Linked DNA regions of Macaca mulatta: region 1 is linked to region 2. A link is a contact called in public Hi-C data. All regions are on one chromosome and are shown on one strand. Each heading gives the region's core, a stretch centred on a gene start, on an enhancer-like site or on the middle of the called end of the contact. The rest is flanking DNA. Distances are from core to core; before and after follow the strand shown.

Region 1 (5,573 bases), core at 1,094-3,593, 48 kb after region 2:
AAAAAGGGGGAGTCACTACCATTTCTATTTGCAAATGGGCAACACAGGGCTCAGAGAGATTATAGACATGTCCGTGATTACAGGTCAGCCAGGAAAATCCTTTCCTCTTTCTCCTCCCTTGCCATCTACCTGGTGGACATCTATCCTCAGAAGCTTTTCCTAACCAGTATCCCTCTTCTTGGAAGCACTGACCATGCCCTTCTCTTTGGCAGTATCTATGATCTGTTCCTACTTTAACTTATACGTGAATATTTTACTATATTTATTTGCTTACCTATCTGCCTTTCTGTAAACTCAAAGGGAGGGAACATATTTTATTCATCTTTGCATGGCAATATTTAGTATTTGGAAGAAATCTAATAGATGCTCTTTAAAGCAAGGAGTCAATGAATAAATCAAGCAAACGAAGTCTGTCTGATTGCTAAGCTCTTTCTACAAAGCCTGGCTGTGAGTCGTTTGGTCCAACAATCAATAGGCTCAGTAAATGCTGTTAAGTGAGGAGGAAGAGGAAAAGGGGGCTGAGGAGAAGGCAGGAATTCCAAGCTAGAGTGGGTCCCTGAGAGAGTCCTGCCTAGTAAACCTGCGAATGGAGAAAAAACGCCCAAAGAGAAAGGATCTCTGCAAGGTCACACAGCCAGTGAGTGGATAAGCAAGGACTAGAACCCATCACCTGAACTCCCAACCAGGCTTATTTTCATTGCTGCATTAAGCCTAGAAATCTACAGCATAGGGCATTGAGCCCACGTCTTTGACTGCCTCAGTTTCCCCCACTGCGCCCGTGCTGAGTAGCCCGGCAAAGTTTGGATGCCTGGCTAGTTCGGCCCCCTCCCCAGTCATCAGGGCACAACAGAGTGCGCCAGCGCCACCCCTCACCAGCACGGCAAGGCTGTCCAGGTCCACTGACGGCAGCCCCCAACCCCCTGACCAGCAGAACAGCTCCATGGGCGCCGCCATCTTGCCCGCCCTCTGTCCCGGAAACACTTCCTTGTGTGCGCCTGCCCTGCCCTGCACGGACCCGCCCCCCACCACCGCCCCTCCGGTAGTTGCGGTCAGGGGGCCGGGGGAGGTCCCCGGGGAGGCCAGGCTTCTTCTGGTCCGACTGGCAGCTGAACTGCGGGGGACTGGGCCGCGGGCCTCCGGGGAGGGCGGCCGCCGGCCCATCCAGAGGTGGCCCACGTAGCGGGACAGCGCTAGCGGGACAGGGCTAGCGGGACAGCGCTGTCCGCCCGGCGCGCTTCGGCGAGTCACGGCGCCTCGGCTGAGTGAAGCCCCGAGCCCCTGAAGGCGCGGCAGGCTCAGGAGAGCGGGGTCTTGTGCGCCTGGGCCAGGTCTGAGGGCTCTTGCCAAACTGCACGTGGCCTGTACTGCTCCGGGGCCCCTTGGGGCTCGTGCCCGAGCGGGGACTGCGGGGGGGTCCCCCGAGCAGCATGTTTTCCACAGCGCGTTATGTTTGGAGCGGGCCCTGCGCCGCCTGTCGCCATGGAAACAAAACAGGGGCGGTGGCGGCGGCCGGAGGCAAGGCCGGGCTGGGGCTTGGGTGGGGGAGGGGAAGAGCGGCTCGCAGGCTGTTGCTTAGGTAACGGGAACTCCGGCGCCCCTCTGCTTCATCCGGGTCACGGCCCGTCCGCTAGTACCCACAATGTTCCACAGTCTGGTCCTTGGCTCCTCGCCTGTCCCCCTGGTCTTCTACGCCTGTCCCTGGTGTCCCTTTCGTCTTTCCTGGTTTCTTCACTCCGACCTCACCACTGCTTTAGATTCTCCCTTCAGTTCCCCTCAGACGCTTCCAGACTCCCAAGCTTTCCTAGGAATGAGGGAAAATGGAGAAACAGGCACGTATCAGGGAACCCTCACCCTAATAAAGAGCACTTGCTGCGCCAGAACATCTAACTTCATGCCATGTGGGCATCCCTGGGCACTATAGCAAGCGAGTTTCGGCCACTCCCTTGGCATCCTTTCCTGCCAGCTGTGGAATAATGCCCACTGTCTAGCACTGCCCCTGCCAGAGGTTCTTGCCTTCCACAATCGTGGCTTCCAGAAAACAGTAGCATTCGGTAGTGCTGTGTGCGGAGACCCCCAACAATGTGATGACTGCGGAGAGGGAGGCACCTGGGGGAGGATCATTAGGGAGAGGTAGAAGGCAGGGAGGCCTCCAGGATTCTTTCCCAGTGCCCCTGGTTCCCAGAGCTGATGATGCCTCCAGGGTGATTGGCAGCTCTTTGTTTCAGCCCCCCCTCACCCGCCTGCTGGCCCCCCCTCCAACTCTGTCCCTCCGCCCCCCGGCTCCTGCTCTCTCCGCCTAGCCTTTTCCCCTCCCAGCTGCCTGCCTGCCAGGGGTAGTGAGCCGGCTGAAAGGCATGGAGACGCAGGAACTTCGGGGGGCCCTGGCTCTTCTCCTCCTTTGCTCTTTCGCATCTGCCAGTCAGGACCTGCAGGGTAAGCCTGTCTCCATCCTCTTAGACCGCTCTCTGTGTCTTCCCCATTTTCCCTCAACCCAAGTAGCAGAGAGCATGTGGGCAAAGGGAGAGGGAAGAGTCTAGAAATTGAGCCAGAGGAAAACGTTAGACTGCCTAGGGTTCGTGAAATTATGGCCTGGTGGACAGGAGTGGGCACCACAGAGTAGTGGGGGAGTTGGAACGGGCCAGGGTCAGGCATGAGGCCAGGGCAGAGGACTCAGGAACTGGATGCTCAGGCTGCCTGGCTGGGGTGGTTCCTGAGCATCTGTAGGCACCCTGGGGTCTGGGAGAGCAGCCTGAAGGTGGGCATACTGTAGGTCCCTGGGCTTCGTCCCTCTGGGCTCTTGGCTGCCCAAGGATAGGGCGGGGGTGGGGACCAAGAAGCCTGGGCTCTCCCGGAGGTCTGGTGGTGGGATGGGCCAATGGATGTGGGAGAGGTAGCTGGAGCAGATGACACAGGCATAGATTCTTTACTGGCTGGAGGGAAAACCACAGATTGGCCAGGACACAGGAGGCAGAGGAGCTGGGTCCTACATTCCGGTGGGAGATAGCCCAGATGGTGGGAGGGTCAGAGCCCTCAGTGGGCAACTGTTCTTATCCAGAGCGAGTGTGCTGTGCCCCTAGGATGGAAGGAGGGGAACTAGGGTGTGGAACGAGCCAAATCCAGGAATGGAAAGAGAAACTGCCTCCCGTTTCTGCGTTGTGGGAACCAGGTGCCACTCCTGAGGGGGATCAGCACAGCATCTCCTTTGCGCCACCTGGTGGGGGCATCTCAAATTTGTGGGGTGCTGTTTGTGTTTCAAAGTGAGCCTCAAACCTGCAGGTTCCCAGAAGGTGGTAATAGGCAATAATGGGGAAAGGAAGGCACAGTGGCTCTGTCTTCTGAGAGCAACAAGAGTTGAGGTTTTGTTTTGTTTTGTTTTTTTGAGACGGAGTTTCACTCTTGTTGCCCAGGCTAGAGTGCAGTGGCGCGATCTCGGCTCACTGCAACCTCCGCCTCCCAGGTTCAAGCGAGTCTCCTGCCCCAGCCTCCTGAGTAGCTGGGATTACAGGCGCCCGCCACCATTCCTGGCGAGTTTTTGTTGCTGTTTTTGTATTTTTAGTAGAGATGGGGTTTCACCATGTTGGTCAGGCTGGTCTCAAACTCCTGACCTTAGGCGATCCACCTGCCTCAGCCTCCCAAAGTGCTGGGATTACAGGTGCGAGCCACTGCGCCCAGCCAAGGGTTGAATTTTGAGGTGATTAACACTGCCTGGTGATGGGAACAGGGGGTGATGTGGGCTCAGGGGAGGGCATACCTTAGCATTTGATCCCATTCTCTAACCTTGATAACCCCTGCCTGACCAGTAATTGACCTGCTGACTGTGGGCGAGTCTCGGCAGATGGTAGCTGTGGCAGAGAAGATCCGGACAGCCCTGCTCACTGCTGGGGACATCTACCTCTTGTCCACCTTCCGCCTGCCCCCCAAGCAGGGTGGTGTCCTCTTTGGCCTCTATTCTCGCCAAGACAACACGCGATGGCTGGAGGCCTCTGTTGTAGGCAAGATCAACAAAGGTGACTGGTGGGCATCTCCTTTCCTGCAATGGTGACCTCTTTTAAGCATTATCCCTCATCCCTACTTCACACGTGCTTCCTCATTCTCCTTGGCCTTCACTGGGGACCAAGGTCCCATCAGGCTGTGCCCAGACATCAGGGGCGCCTGGTATGGGGTGCTTACAAGGTGCTTTAAGAGGCCATGTACCAAACAATAGGGTGAGGCTTGAGTCCTGATATTTGTAGGGATGGGAGGTTGTACTTGGGGATGCTTGGAGGGAGGTGAGGCATGTCTCTGTGCCTCAGCGGTGGTATAGAAAGGTCTTTCAGATCCCTGGAACAGTTCAGTGGCCACAGAACCAGCTGTCACCATAGGAGAGGATAGAGTCATCTGATACCAATGAATACTAAGAAAGTATTTGTCTCTAAACCAATTATTTTTTCCAACGGAGTCTCGCTTTGTTACCTAGGCTGGAGTGCAGTGGTACAATCTCAGCTCACTGCAACCTCCACCTCCTGGGTTCAAGCGATTCTATCTTAGCCTCCTGAGTAGCTGAGACTGGTGCCCACCACCACGCCTGGCAAACTTTTGTATTTTTAGTAGAAATAGGGTTTCACCATGTTGACCAGGTTGTTCTCGAACTCCTGACCTCAAGTGATCTGCCCACCTTGGCCCCCTAAAGTGCTGGGATTACAGGTGTGAGTCACTGTGCCTGGCCTCTAAACCAATTTCTTTTTTTTTTTTTTTTTTTTTGAGACGGAGTCTCGCTCTGCCGCCCAGGCTGGAGTGCAGTGGCCGGATCTCAGCTCACTGCAAGCTCCGCCTCCCGGGTTCACGCCATTCTCCTGCCTCAGCCTCCCGAGTAGCTGGGACTACAGGCGCCGCCACCTCGCCCGGCTAGTTTTTTTGTATTTTTAAAGTAGAGACGGGGTTTCACCGTGTTAGCCAGGATGGTCTCGATCTCCTGACCTCGTGATCCGCCCGTCTCGGCCTCCCAAAGTGCTGGGATTACAGGCTTGAGTCACCGCGCCCGGCCTAAACCAATTTCAAAAACATTTATTGTGTACCTATTACATACAAAGTGTTGACAGCTACATAGTAGATTTAGGGATGGGGGCCCTAGAGATGTGGTATCCAGCAGAGTTGATCCAAGGCTCAGCTGGGAGGCAGGGGGAAGGGGATAGCACCCATACTGATCTCCCCTCCTGGGCAGTACTGGTGCGATACCAGCGGGAGGATGGCAAAGTCCACGCCGTGAACCTACAGCAAGCAGGCCTGGCCGATGGTCGCACACACACAGTTCTCCTGCGACTCCGAGGTCCCTCCAGACCCAGCCCTGCTCTGCATCTCTATGTGGACTGCAAACTGGGTGACCAACATGCAGGCCTTCCAGCACTGGCCCCCATTCCTCCAGCAGAGGTCGATGGGCTGGAGATTAGGACTGGACAGAAGGCATATTTGAGGATGCAGGTGAGCCGGGAGGAGCCTCTGAGTTCTGTGGAAATAGAATTTGCACCAGTTGGGGAAGGGGTTGGTAGACCTTCCCACCTTACTCTGCTGCTATCCCCCCAGGGCTTTGTGGAATC
Region 2 (5,020 bases), core at 1,205-3,704:
AAAAAAGAAACTTTCAAGACACTCTTTCCAACCACTAATTGTAACTCTGCTCCTTTTAACAGCAATAGGTTTTCCTTTTCTTCCCTCCACTCTTAAACATCCATTCTCTCCTCACCCACCCCCATGAGACTCCTTCCCCTATCTTTCCCCAGCCACTGCTCTGACCAAACTTTCCAGTGACCAAAGTGGTGTCAGACCCAGTGACCATTTCTCTGCCTGCATCTCACTTGACCTCGAGGCAGCAATTAATACCCATAATCAGCATCTTCTTGGATTTGTCCCTTTGAAAAGCAAAATACTGGCTTTTATACTTTCTCCTGCTGAGCTGGTTAACATAGGAGGGCCCCAGGGCCCTCACCTAAGCCCTCTTTCCTACCTCCACTCTTTCTGTAGGTGGTCCTACTATTAAGGTCCATGGCTTTAAATACCATCTTTCTATGTGTTAATGCATAACTCCAGCCTTGACCTCTCATGAGCACCATCCAACTCAGCATATCTGCTTGGATGTCTAATGGGCATTTCAGATTCAACATGGCCACAACTGAACTCTTGATTCCACCCCAGCATCTGTTATTTTTCCACTGTTCCCATCTCAATGGTACCTCCATTACCCACTTGCACATTCCAAAAGCTCAGGAACCATGGTGACTTATTTTCCCATATCCAACACAACCAATCCTATCCTGAATTCATCCATGTCCCACCACCTCCCCAGCTACCTAGCTCCAGCCACCCCCTCTCCACAACCTCTGAATCAGTCTTTCACTTTTCCCAGCAATCCATTCTCCATTCAGCAAAATGATAAAGCATGTCATATCAAGGCTCAGCCTCAATTTAATGGCTTCCCATTGTATTTAGAATCATCTCCAAACTCCCAGAGACTACGGTCAGCTACAGTCTGGTCCACTTTCTATTCCAGCCAAATTTCCTCACAGCACAAGGATGTTTGCACCTGCTGTTTTCCAAGCATGAAACCTTCGGCCCCTATATCTGGTGCTGTCATCTAATGTCAGGTTTTAGCTCCATTCTTACCATTTCAGTAAGCACCCAATCCCCATCCCAGTCATTCTATCACATGGCCATGTTTTTTTGTTTGGTTTTGTCTTTTTTTTTTTTTTGAGACGGAGTCTCACTCTGTCGCCCAGGCTGGAGTGCAGTGGCCGGATCTCAGCTCACTGCAAGCTCCGCCTCCCGGGTTCACGCCATTCTCCTGCCTCAGCCTCCCGAGTAGCTGGGACTACAGGCACCCGCCGCCTCGCCCGGCTAATTTTTTGTATTTTTTAGTAGAGACGGGGTTTCACCATGTTAGCCAGGATGGTCTCGATCTCCTGACCTCGTGATCCGCCCGTCTCGGCCTCCCAAAGTGCTGGGATTACAGGCTTGAGCCACCGCGCCCGGCCGGTTTTGTCTTTTTTTGAAACAGGGTCTTGCTCTGTTACCCAGGCTGGAGTGCAGTGGTGTGATTTGGGTTCACTGCAATCTTCCACCTCCTGGGTTCAAGCAATTCTCCTGACTCAGCCTCCCGAGTAGCTGGGATTACAGGCACCCGTCCCCACGCCCGCCCAGCCAAGTTTTGTATTTTTACTAGAGATAGGGTTTCACCATGTTGGCCAGGCTGGTCTCAAACTCCTGACCTCAAGTAATCTGCCTGCCTCGGTCTCCCAAAGTGCTGGGATTACAGGTGTGACCCACCGCGCCTGGCCACATAGTCATGGTTTGAGCATGTATCACTATCTAACATTATTTTTTGTTTATATATTAGTGTTGTCCCATAGAATGTTAAGGTCCCAAGATCAGGGACTTGCTCATTGCACTGGCTCTAACACTCAGTATGTCCTCAACAAACACTCGTTAAGATACTAACGTGGCAGGGTGGGGCCTTGTAAACAGCTTCAGGACCCTGTGCTTTAGGAGCAACGTGGTGCCCTACAAGGAAGACAGGGAGGATGCAGGAGCACTGCCCAGAGATGGCGTCAGGCTGCAAGACTTCTTGAATAATTCACCATCATAACAACCCAGCCTCAGGAAGGGCTGGGGCACAGCCAGGACGAAATATTAGAAGGCGGCGGACACTGGGATTCCCACGGGGCAGCTTCTGGGCATTGGAAGTTCCCTAACCTGAGGCTCTCTAAAGAGGAAGGTTACGAATCCTCTGAACTTCGGTGGGCTGAACTCGCTGTGGGAATTCAATCGCCCCCATCCACCACGGAGGCAAGAAATCGCCGACACGCATGTGTAGTTCTCGCGTTCTGGGCCCTCTCCCTTTCCAAATACGCTTGCGCCCCATCTGGGCTACGGCTGGCCAGCGAGAGTTGTCCGTCTTCAACTTGACCAATGAGACTTGTGAAAGGGCTCTGAGTCCCGCCTCTGGACGAGAGACCGTCTCTTTTCCAAGCGAGGCCCCGCCCCACCTCCGCAGGGGTGCTTTTGTCGCGGCTGCGGGTGGTGGGGCTACATTCTGTCTTCCGCGTTTTACTGCGCGCGGCCCCAGTCTCCAGTCCCGCCCACGCGCCTTTGCAGCCTGTGGTGGGATTTCCTTTTGCCTCCGGTTGGGGCTGCTGTTTCTCTTCGCCGACGGTAGGCGTAATGAATATTTCGACCTTTGGATCTTAGCTGTCCCCTCCCTGCGTTCCCACTTAACCTTTTTCACCATTATTATTAATTTTTTTTTTTTTTTTTTTTTTTTTTTGACGGAGTCTCGCCGTGTCGCCCAGGCTGGAGTGCAACGGCGCCTTCTTGGCTCACTGCAACCTCCACCTCCCGGGTTCAAGCCATTCTCCTACCTCAGCCTCCCAAGTACGTGGGATTATAGGCACCCCCCACCACCTACGGCTACTTTTTTGTATCTTTTGGTAGAGACGGGGTTTCACCATGTTGGTCAGGCTGGTCTCCAGTTCCTGACCTCGTGATCCGCCCGCCTTGGCCTCCCAAAGTGCTGTGATTATAGGCGTGAGCCACCGCGCCCGGCCAACCATCATTATTATTTTTAACGGTAAGGATGGTCAAATTTTACTAATGAAGAAGAGATTATAAAATCTTCAAGTCCTTATATCCACTTGCTTTTTGAGGGGTGGAGTGGGAAGAAGATTATATAATTCATGCATTCTTCAGACATGTGACAAACATTCACGGAGCGCGGCTACGAGCGCCGGGGTTGGGATGCACACTGGAGCTGCAGATGGGTGCCAGGATGGACTGGTCGCTACCCTGCCTGCTGACGATCAGGCCATTGTTTTTGATGAACTGGGTGCCATAACTGCCATTAAGCCATTTGTACAATTAATCACAACAGTGATAAGAGCGACAAAGGAGCTACTCGGGAGTCCAAGTCGGGAGGACCGCATGAGGCCCAGATTTCGAGACCAGCCTGAGCGATAGAGCAAGACACTGTCTCAAAAAAGGCGCGGCGAGAGGGGTGGTAGTGACAAAGATGTGAAGGCCAAGAGTTTGTGTTACAGGAGGTGTGGGGTTGGGGCCGCCTGGGGCGAGGTTCTTAGAGAAAGTTACATCCGGGCTGAATTCTGAAAGAATAAGTGTTAACTAGGCTAAGTGGTGGGGAAGAGTGAGGTGTGCTGAAGGAAGGGATGAAAACCCTGGCAAATCCATGGCAGGAGTAATTGGATGCTGGTATCCCTCCACACTCACCTTCTACGGTCTGATTTCTAAGCAGCAGCTAACGTGATCATTTAAAAATACACATCTGGGCCAAGTGCGGTGTCACAAGCCTGTAATCCCAGCACTTTGGGAGGCTAAGGCAAGTGGATGACCTGAGGTCAGGAGTTCGAGAGAAGCCTGGCCATCATGGTGAAACCCCGTCTCTACCAAAAATACAAAAATTAGCCGGGCATGGTGGTGTGCGCCTTTAATCCCAGCTACTTGGGAGGCTGAGGCAGGGGAATCACTTGAACCCGGGAAGTGGAAGTTGCAGTGAGCCGAGATCACGGTGCCACTGCACTCCAGCCTGGGTGACAGAGTGAGACTCTGTCTCAAAACAAGTAAATAAATAAAATAATAAAAATACACATCTGATCTTGTCACTTCTCCTGCACCAAGTTCTACAGTGAATTTCCATCTTAGAACATAATTCAGATTACTGTGGCCACCAAGACCTACATGATCTGGCCTCCAGCTTCCTTCTCCAAGGTCTCTTTTTACTGCTGTCTGTCTCACTCACATTGCTCCAGGACTTTCTACACTTTCACTTTATTTTTCTTTGTTTTCTTTCTTTCTTTTTTTGAGACAGGGGTCTTGCTCTGTCACCTAGACTGGAGTGCAGTGGTGTGATCACGGCTCACTGCAGCCTCCGCCTTCTGGATTCAAGCAATTCTGCCTCAGCCTCCTGAGTAACAATACAGGCAGGCGCCACCGGGCCCAGCTAATTTTTGTACTTTTAGTAGAGACAGGGTTTCATCATGTTGTCCAAGCTGGTCTTGAACTCCTGACCTCAAGTGATCTGCCCACCTCGGCCTCCCAAAGCGCTGGGATTACAGGCGTGAACCACCGTGTCTGGCCCACTTTATTTTTCTTCTTAGCTATCACCTGAAATTATCTGGTTTTTTGTTTGTTTGTTTGTTTTTGTCTACCACCCCCACTACAACATAAACTCCATAACCACCTGGGACTTTATCATCTTATTCACTGCTGTATCCCAGAATTGAGAACAGTGACTGGCACATGGCAGACACCCAATTAATATTTGTTGAATGTGTGAATCGGAGAGGGCATAGTAGGGGCGCCTAACCCGGTCAGGGGTGTCAGGAAAATGGTTCTGGTAACAGTGATAGTAAGGCTAAGGCTTTAATGATGAGGAAGAGTAGTTACTCATTTTTTTTCAAGATGGGGAAGAAGAAAGGTTCAAAGCAGAGAGGGCAGCAGTGGCAAGATGGAGTGTGGCCTCTTGGAGGAGGTGATTTAAGCATGTGGCCAGTGGAGAGGTGGCTCATGCCTGTAATCCCAGCACTTTAGGAGGCCAAGTCAGGCAGATTGCTTGAGTCAGGGAATTTGAGACCAGCATGGGCAA

Evidence for each region. A called contact is a pair of places that touch in the nucleus more often than the background predicts.
Region 1: a contact with region 2 is called in a Hi-C map of liver, with 4 times the contacts expected there. The contact joins the promoter of THBS3 here to the promoter of GBA1 in region 2. A contact is called at or near these places in 2 of 14 Hi-C or Micro-C datasets (CD4 T cells and liver).

Annotation. Positions count from the first base shown.
Region 1 is chr1:111,790,122-111,795,694 of T2T-MMU8v2.0, forward strand. It overlaps THBS3 (thrombospondin 3), which reads left to right and starts at 2,344. Exons shown (of 23, transcript NM_001260514.1): 1 at 2,344-2,433; 2 at 3,801-4,007; 3 at 5,201-5,457; 4 at 5,560-5,573. The coding sequence starts at 2,355. LOC717595 (metaxin-1) reads right to left here and starts at 1,161. Exons shown (of 8, transcript XM_002808242.4): 1 at 874-1,161. The coding sequence starts at 1,161.
Region 2 is chr1:111,742,293-111,747,312 of T2T-MMU8v2.0, forward strand. GBA1 (glucosylceramidase beta 1) reads left to right here and starts at 2,455. Exons shown (of 10, transcript XM_077943636.1): 1 at 2,455-2,577. It overlaps LOC144330977 (a long non-coding RNA gene), which reads right to left. Exons shown (of 2, transcript XR_013397731.1): 2 at 2,984-3,818.